Regions from separate parts of the Ovis aries genome. Here region 1 is linked to region 2. Evidence: chromatin contacts called from public Hi-C data. All regions are on one chromosome and are shown on one strand. The core of a region is the stretch at or near the end of the contact, and the rest is flanking DNA. Distances in the headings are between cores, read along the strand shown. Region 1 holds the start of RAP2B (RAP2B, member of RAS oncogene family). Region 2 has its middle 160 kb from the start of ARHGEF26.

Region 1 (4,800 bases), core at 880-3,379, 850 kb before region 2:
GGTTCTGCACCCAAACACCTGGGTCAGGATCCCAGCGTGACCACTTATGCTGTGAAATTTCATGCCAGTTATGCCAGTTAGACAACATCGTAAGATTTCAGTTTCCTCATTTTTAAAATAGGTATAATTAATATTTTTATGAGGAGTAAATAAGATAGCACATGTAAAAGGCCTGGCAAACATTAAACTGGGTAAACGCGAGGTTCACTCCAGCTGTATTAGGTGAGTTTGCCTTGAAAGGTTTCTGGAGAATTATATAAGGTTAACTAGCGAAGCACTGTGATAACCCCTCTCTCCACTAAATAGCGGAGCCAGGCGCAGGAATAGGCTCCGCCCACCCAAGGCATTGGCTGCTGCCCAGGACCCATTGGGTCCCATGGCCAGGGCTTCAAGTTGCAGCTGTGCATTCTACGAGCTATAGCTAGAGATTCAAAGAAGGTTAACTGGCAACGCGGCCCTGAGTCACAACGGGACTAAGGCACTGAAACCAAGCATTAGCACACCATTTCTTTTATCCCTCCAATGCAGATGGTTAAACCAGTGAGAAGTGGCGTCGACAGGATACCAAGCCAGGGTTGATGCAGCTCGGTCCCCTCCCACCCCTTCACCCTGGGGCTCACGCTATCATTGCTTAGCCTTTTGACAGGTCTTGACATCTCTCCTCCGCGAGAAAGGAGAGACCTGGAACAAGCCAAGGCATCTCGCTGGTAGCTCCTGTGAGTAGGAGCCAAGCCCAGTTTAGCGAATGCCCGCCCCAAAGCAAAGATGTTTACCAAAGGCAAGCCTGGGCATTCCCCCACCCCACCGGGTGAGCTGAATTCAGTGTGGCCCATTTCCACATCCTAGCCCTTCCCCCTCCCTGGGGAAAAATTTAAAAACCACCTTGGAAACTTTGCCATTTCTTGAGGACCAAGAACTGTAACCAGCTCCCTTTAACGGACAGTCGTGACTGGGCACCGAGAAGTCAGACTTGAAAACACCAACAAAGGACTATATTTAGCTCTGAGCTCTCCGCCTAAATTCCTTTTATTTTTTCACTCTTAGCTTCAAAACGACTAGGTTGGGGAAGTGGGAGGAAGGGGGCGGGGGAGAGCAGAGAAAGAACAGCTGTGCCTCCGCCTCTCCACTCAATCTCTATAAATAACCAATCACGAGCGGAGGCTACTTTTTAGCCAATGAAGCAGCCCAAACTGATAAAACCTTGGAGGTAGCCAATGGAAGAACATTCGAGGGTGTGAGATTTGCGCCCCAGGACCAATGGGTCCTGAGTCTAGAAGAAGAAATTTGAGCTGGAGCGTGGGTGTGCAGTGCACAAGCTTCCTACTTCCAAACCCCCAAACCTACTCCGCCCACTGAGCATGCCCTGACTAGCTACCGGCACCCGGGCTGATTGTGGATCGGGCTGTGATTCACTCTCCGGGTTTTGGCCATAACCGAGTGGGGAGGTGGGTGGGGCCTTCTGAGTCCCAGCCTGGAGACCGCCCTGATCACTAGAGGTTGCCCATTCTCTCTTCCGGACAGGTTTCAGGCCGAATGTTCCTGTTTTCTTTGTCTGAGGGATGAAGTGCGAGGAGAGTCCGCGAGAGAAGGCTGGGTAGGAAGGGCCACGCCTAGAGTGTGGGAAAATGCTCCGCCCATAGAAGAAAATGTTTCTATCATACACCCAAATGTTCTTTGGGTCTCGGCCTTCGGGACGCACACCCGCCGGGGGCTCGGGGAGTGGGAGTCCACAAGCTTTGGATAAAAGGAACGGCATGAGACCAGCCTATTCCCGGGGTGGCCCACGGCGCCCGCCCTTTTCTCATAGAGCCGGGATTCCTATGCACTAAAGCCAGGTCGGCGCAGGAAGGTGGCCTCCGTCCTCCCTCGAGCTGTCCTAGCCAGCTTCTTAATACCCATACACCCCCACACATTTCTCCGGCTCCTATACTAGTGCCTATCCCGAATCCGCTAGTCTTGAATCAAATCGCTAGCTCCGCCTACAGCCCCACCCCCGTCCGGCCCCCCGGAAAACCAGGAGCCGGGAATCCGGCGGGAGGGGCCGGCAGCGGCGCACTGGGCATGCTCGCCAGGGCGGGGCGGGCAGGGCTGCGCGCGGCGAGTAGGAAGCCCTCGCCCCGCGGAGGCTGCGGGAGAGAGCTCGAAGGGCCGCGGCGGTGGGCGCACGCTCTGCGGGGACTCATGCCACGCGCGTCCCGGCCCGGCGCGCAATTAGCAGCCGCCTCCGCAGCCCGCCGCCGCCGCCTCCTCCTCGCCTTCCTGGGCTGCTGCGGAGAGAAGCTGCAGCCCTCGCCTAGCACGGGCTGCCGGCATTGTCCTCCAGATCCGCCGCCCAGGCTGCTGCTGCCGCCGCCGTGGGCTGCCTCGGGGCCCCGGACCCGCGCTGCAGGGACTCGCCGCCGCGCCGGCCGGCCCGGCGCCCGGCCCCCGTTTGGTGATTTCCGCGTCCTGCGTTCCTCGGTCATCTCCTGAGTTTACCTGCAGAGCTGAGGACAGAGAAGTCTAGCCACCAAGCCCAGCTTTCCTCCAGTGCGCAGCCCCGACGGGGCCGTGGCAGGCGCAGCGAGAACGCCGACGGAGCCATGAGAGAGTACAAAGTGGTGGTGCTGGGCTCGGGCGGCGTGGGCAAGTCCGCCCTCACGGTGCAGTTCGTGACCGGCTCCTTCATCGAGAAGTATGACCCCACCATCGAGGACTTCTACCGCAAAGAGATTGAGGTGGACTCATCGCCGTCGGTGCTGGAGATCTTGGACACGGCGGGCACGGAGCAGTTCGCATCCATGCGGGACCTGTACATCAAAAATGGCCAGGGCTTCATCCTCGTGTACAGCCTTGTTAACCAGCAGAGCTTCCAGGACATCAAGCCCATGCGGGACCAGATCATCCGCGTGAAGCGGTACGAGCGCGTGCCCATGATTCTGGTGGGCAACAAGGTGGACCTGGAGGGCGAGCGTGAGGTTTCATTCGGCGAGGGCAAGGCCCTGGCGGAGGAGTGGAGCTGCCCCTTCATGGAGACTTCGGCCAAAAACAAAGCCTCGGTGGACGAGCTGTTCGCCGAGATCGTGCGGCAGATGAACTACGCGGCGCAGCCCAACGGTGATGAGGGCTGCTGCTCGGCCTGCGTGATCCTCTGAGGCGCCCGCGGCTGCCGCGCGACAGCCGCGCTCTCCGCACAAAAGCCAAACGCACCCGACTCTTCTAAATGTGATTTCTCTTCTTGCTTTGAGATTGGAGATGACTTTGCATCGGCTGGGGGGTCTTGGCGCCCGACTGGCCGCGGTGGCCGCGTCCCCCGCCTCTCCCCGGTTTCCTAGGGGCTGTCCCGTCAGGACCATCCGAGTCCCGGTGGAAATGTGGATCTTTGCAGCATGTACGTTTCTCATTGATTTTGGTTGACGCATATTTCCCCATTGAAGCAGCCCGTGGGGCCCTGTATTGGCGGCTTGACACCGGCAGGCGAAAGTTTCAGTCTGGAAAAAAAAAAGAAATGGGGTGGGGGCGGAAGAGGACGGGGAGAAGGTGGAAAAGGGGGGATTTTTTTGTTTTTCTGTCAACAACCGTTTTTCTAGTTCCAAGTTTCAAAAACACGGAAGGAAGTCCGGGAGAACCAAATGAAGGAGCAGGAGGAGAGGAAGAAACTTTTGTTTTTTCCTTGTTTTCCAGGAGTAGCTGGAAATTAAGATCGGGTTCCTTTTCTGCCAGCTTGGAAAGGCAACCCCGTGACTGATTTCGATTCTGAGGATGTCTATGCAAAGTTGGATTCTTGTTACAGTGTATCCAATCTGAAGTATTGCACATCTGAACTGGGACTGTTAACACTGATGCCAATACAGTGTGGGGTGCCAGAAAGTGTCTGCTGATAATTTGTGGGGGAAAAAAATCTATTTTGTTTACCTACTGTATCAAAGGGGAGTCTGGGGGAGAACGGTAGTATTTTTTTTTATCAGCTGTGAAAAAAAAAAATGTTACAGATCTGCACATTTTTGTGTGTACTGTTGTGTGTGTGTTTTTTTAGATTTAGCTTTTTGTTCGTATTGGTTGGCCATACATGGTTTTGATGGCTAGCTCTTTAAACTACAGTACAGAAACTTCGCAAATGTGATTCAGGGCCCCCAGCACCCCTGTGTCTGCAGAGTGCCTTCAAAACTCAGCTGTTCCAGCCGGTGCCAACCTGTGAACTTCCCACCAGTTCCCAGAATCTGTTATTCCTCCCCAAACTACTTCCCAGTTTACTTCTAATAATCTTCCTGAAGGAGCCAGGACAATAGGGCCTGTTGTTCGTTGAATTCTTTATTCTTTCCAGCCTTTAAAATGTAATTTACTTGTAATGCAATGGGTTATTTTTTTTTTTTCTTTTTAAAAAATTTTTGCTTCATTTTGTTCCAATGTTCAGGTATTTAGCTCCCCTTTTATATAATTTTTTTTTTTAATTTTTGGTTTTCTGTTGTAGGGTGTTCCTCCAGAAGCACAGAGCAAAATTTTACTGTTGTGATGTACCAAGAGAATTCTAACAATTTGTAATTTCTAATTCCATACACGTGGTTAATCATTGTCTCTTCATTTTAAGATTTTTAATACAAATGTCATTTTTAAAGAAACAAATCCAAACTATTGTTTGTGTTTCTGTGTTTCATATTCAGTGATTTAATACATACAGTGTCATGGCTGAGGTGGACAGGGGCAGGTGCCTGATGCCCCCAAGAGTGGTTTGTCAGATTTTGAAGAGAGAAGTGTCAGTGACAAGTTAGGAGACATTACTCCCAACTCTTTAAACATGAAAAATAATCATCAAGGTCTAGG
Region 2 (4,540 bases), core at 1,114-3,613:
AGAGTATAAAATCTGAGGTAATACTTTAGAAAGTTCAAGTCTCAATTGCACAATATCTGTGTGAGCTTGGATAAGTTACTTAACTTCTCTGAGTTTTCATTTCTTTATGTTAAAAAATGAATAAGTAAGAGGAATATGAGTGTGTACTCAGTTGCATCCAGTTCTTGACTCAGGAAGACACACATGCCCATAGCTTGTCAGAGAATTTAAATAATGCTCTTTACTCTCAGACATAAGGTGGAATGTGACATTTCACAATATGGTTGCTGAAGAATAAGCATGTGAGTGTGTCTGCCCTCCCCACCCCCCTGTTTTGTCAGCTTGGCATTCACAGTCAGTACACTGACATAATTCCCATGCTGTGCAGTGTTCAGAAGCCCCAGTATCAACCAGGCCTGAGCTGAGAAGCACTCAGACGATATCCTCAGGGATGGAAGAGAGGTGAGAACGAATTGGAGCCACAAAGTCTTAATGGAAATTAATCAGTATTTGCCTGGTGAAAATAACAAAATATTCAGTTATATAACGTATATCTTTGTACTATACTAATGTGTGCTGCAACTTAAGCTCCATATGCAGCTAAATGCAGACAATTTCCTCTTTCAAAAGACTGGTCGACTTGTCAATGCTTGGTTCCATCTCATCACTGTAGATGACAAACATTTGACTGATGGTCAGCAGATGGAAACCAAGAGAGCCTTTGGAACCCAATGTAAGCTAAAGATGGCCGGAAAACTTGAATCAACAAATGCAATATCAAATAAGAGATGAACTAACGGAGAATAAGATGGGTTAAATTGCAGAGAGAATACTAGCAAGGTTAAATTCTTGGTACCTAAATTTGTTTTCCATTGTTTTCCTAACAATTTTAAAAACCCTAAAAAAAAAAAACAAACCTCAAAGTAGTGTTTTGCAGCCTCAGCTGAGAACAAGTTTTCATAAATCTGTACTTCTCAAACTTCAGCATGCATCAGAATCACATGGAAGACTTGTTATTGCTGAGCACCAAACACAAAGTTTCTGATTAGTTAGGTCTTGGATGGGCACCAAGAATTTGCCTCTCTAACACATTTCCAGGCATTCTGCTAGCTCACAGAGGAGATTTGCTCTAATAGGAACTGTTTTCCCCATCTCAGGGATAAGAACTCCTGGCTTAATTTTACAAGGTTCAGAAAGAGAAGTAGCTTAGACCTGGGCAAGAGGGCACCTCTTCTGATCCTCACATTCTGGGGATGTCAGGAACCTGTCTCTGGCCCTCCCCGCTCTGATGGATGAGGGAGGCAACAGAGCCAGGCCTGCCTACCTGCCCTCAGGCCATGCTCTAGATGGTCAGTACCTGGAATTCCTTGCCAAGCAGCCCAAATACACATCTAAGGATGATGTTATCCTTTCCACAAGTCTATTGTTTCTTCCTCAGAAACACCTAGGCCTCAGGAACAAGCAAAATGTAGTTGTTTTACATGATGCTTTGAGATGATGATGGGGATTGGGGTTTGGAGTTGCAACCAAGGCCCTTATGGTACAGGACAAAACAAAGGATGGGAGAGAAGGATGGATGTCTGGGTGAGAAAGATATAGATCAAGGCCCTGGGCCTTTGGTCTGCTCTCCAAATACTGCCATCTTCTGGCTAACCCCAGGAAGTCCAAGAATCCTAAATGTGAACCTGGCCTTTCTGTATCTTTATGAAGGTATTTTGTCAAGGTAGGCAGATAGAACACTTTCATTAACAGTTTAATAATTTGATTTGCAACTTTTAAAATACCTATGCATTTGGTACATGGGCTTCCATTTGATCTCAGAGCCCAGTTCCCACATATAAAACAAGGGGAAAGTGATTTCACTGACTGCTCACCCAATCCCACCTGCCATCATATGTATGCACTAAGTCACTTCAGTTGTGTCCAGCTCTATGCAACCCTATGGACTGTAGCCTGCCAGGCTCCTCTGTCCATGGGATTCTCTAGGCAAAAATACTAGAGTGGGTTGCCATGCCCTCCTCCAGGGGATCTTAGCCCTCGGGGGATTCCAGGGATTTAACCCACATCTCCTGCGTCTCCTGCATTGTCTGCTATGTTCTTTACCACTATATATAGCCTTTGCCTAATCTGGTTCAGTGCAGGGGGCACTGCTCTCAGCCCCTTTATACCTCAACTACGTTTCCTCTGCCTTGCAGAGTTTAGATGATATGTATTCCAGTGTATTGGGCATTCCCGGTCTGTTCTCAGAAAAGTCTGCAAAGCAGATCTTCGTCTCTAGGCAACTTCTCCAAGGAGCTTTTATCTTTGAAGCTGCTGCGTTTTGACCCTTGCCTTACTCTTCTCAACCTCCTCTGTCCCAGGCGCCCACACGCACGCTTTCGTGCTCCTTCACTGGAACTCCTTTTATAGAGTCTGACTCATTTCAGTCCCTGTGTGTTCCTTTCTGGCTTTGTCTCTCTCCTGACTCCCTGCCAATTTCTCGATCTTTGTCTGCTCCTCCGCTCAGCATCTTTTCTGGCGGCTTCTCCATTCTGCCTTTGGGAATTTTAATCGCTTTCCCATGAGCATATATTCTTACTCCCGTTGCTTCTTATATCTCTATAGGTCATGGGGAATTGTGGTTTTATTTCCAGTTTGGTTCTTCTCCTAACTTCTACGTCCCAGATACTGAGTCTCCACCCACTGGAGTGGGAAATTATAATAATAATAAACTTGCTTTCATGCCAAACTGACCAGATTGCAACTGGCTTTTGAAACTGGGGTATTGCCATATTCACCAATGATTTTCCAATCATTGTTCAACTTTCATTTCCTCTCAACTTCATATTTTTTCCTTTAGTAAAAGTTGCCAAACAGCTTTATAAAGTAACTGGAAACATACCAAAGTTAAGATCATTTTTTTTGGCCTCAGGCTACTTTACAAAGCTAAATATGAATTACTCAGATGATGGAGGGGCTTCTCTGTTCTTTGGGCTTATGTGTTTTATTCCACAGGTAGGATTGCTGTTTATTTAGGTTAATGAAATGACTTATGACCTTTTCAAAATTAATCATGGAATTTTAAGACTGTGCTGGAAAGAAGCTTAGAGATTTTCCAGGTCCAATTTTTTTATTTATAAGTAAGGAGATTCGGAGTAAAGAATTTAAATGGTTTGACAAATAATAAATAATAGCTATTTTTCATAGCTTATGAGCTGATGAAGTCATTTGATACTCAAAACAAATCTGTCCTCCAGTAAATATTTAATTTTTGGTGAAACTTTAGAAACGTTCTAGTCAAAGATAGGAATAAGACAATAATGTTTGTTATCACTGCCATTCTTTTCCATCATTCTAGAGGGCCTAGAGGCCCTCTTAGGGCCACTTAGACAAGAAAAATAGTTTTTTATGTAGAAGAAAGGTATACTGAGAAAATAGTTTTTAAAGTTTTTAAACTAGTTTTTAATAGTTTTTAAAGTCTTTCCATAAAGTGAAAGACTAACAAACTGGACCACATGAAAAAAATAAAACTTTTAGGTTAAAAAAAATGACAACATCAAGTTAGGAAACAAGTAGGGGATGGGGGAAATATTTGGAGCCTATGTAGAGATAAAAGATATATATCCATAATATACAGATCCATGAAAAAGAATTAATACCCAGGAGAAAAATGAGCAAAGAGTATAAACAGCTAATGTACAAGCACTGCTCTGGTAGTCTAGTGGCTAAGAATCTGCCCTCTCAATGCAGGAGGCCTAGGCTCTGTCCCTGGTCAGGGAACTAGATCCCGCACGCCGCAACCGAGAGTTCACATTCCACAGTTAAAGATTTCACTCGCCACAACCGAAAAATGAAGAAGCCTGACATACAAAAGAAGAAATTCAAATGATCAATAAATGTAAAGACTTGCTCAGCTGTAGTTCTTTTTGATATCTCATCAATATTTGTTTTCTGTCGTGTGAGGCGGCTTCTTTGGTTTTCGTCTGTTGAGTTTTGACTTAGTGACTGCCACCTTCCACTATGGTTTATTATAGGATATTGAGGACAGTTCCCTGTGCTGTGCAATTAGGGCCAGTTGTTTATCTGTCCTTTATGTAATGGTTTGCATCTACCAGTCCCAAACGCTCAGTCCACCCCTTGTGCACCATCCCCTCCCCTTTGGCAACCTCAGGTGTATTCTCTATGTCTGAGAGTCTGGTTTTGTTTCACAGATAAGTTCACTTGTGATCATATTTATGATATAAGCAATATCATATGATATTCGTCTTTCTTTGTCTGACTTACTTTACTCAGTAAAACAGCTCTAGGTCCTTCCATGTTGCTGCAAATGGCATTATTTTATTCCTCTTTGTGGTTGAGTAATATTCCACTGTGTGTGTGTGTGTGTGTGTGTGTGTGTGTACCACAACTTCTTTATCCATTTCTCTGTTGATGGACATCTAGGTTGCTTCCATGTACTAGCTATTGTAAATAGTGCTGCAGTGAACATTGGGAGGCCTATGTCTTTTCAAATTATGATTATCCAGATATATGCCCAAGAGTGGGATTGTTGAATCATATGGTAACTGTTTTTAGATTTTTT

Evidence for each region. A called contact is a pair of places that touch in the nucleus more often than the background predicts.
Region 1: a contact with region 2 is called in a Hi-C map of tail adipose tissue, with 8 times the contacts expected there. The contact joins the promoter of RAP2B here to the enhancer-like site in region 2. A contact is called at or near these places in 3 of 16 Hi-C or Micro-C datasets (hypothalamus, skin fibroblasts and tail adipose tissue).

Annotation. Positions count from the first base shown.
Region 1 is chr1:235,301,408-235,306,207 of ARS-UI_Ramb_v3.0, reverse strand. RAP2B (RAP2B, member of RAS oncogene family) reads left to right here and starts at 2,129. Exons shown (of 1, transcript XM_015092587.4): 1 at 2,129-4,800. The coding sequence starts at 2,583. The coding sequence ends at 3,134. All of the region lies in intron 1 of LOC121817115 (a long non-coding RNA gene), which reads left to right.
Region 2 is chr1:234,446,949-234,451,488 of ARS-UI_Ramb_v3.0, reverse strand. No RefSeq gene overlaps it. Among named protein-coding and RNA genes, the nearest start is that of ARHGEF26, 160 kb to the right of the region's middle. Within about 2 kb of position 2,363, at least 12 of the 54 cell types and tissues checked have an H3K27ac peak or open chromatin away from gene starts, as enhancers often do. A contact at or near this core is called in tail adipose tissue, where this site is marked.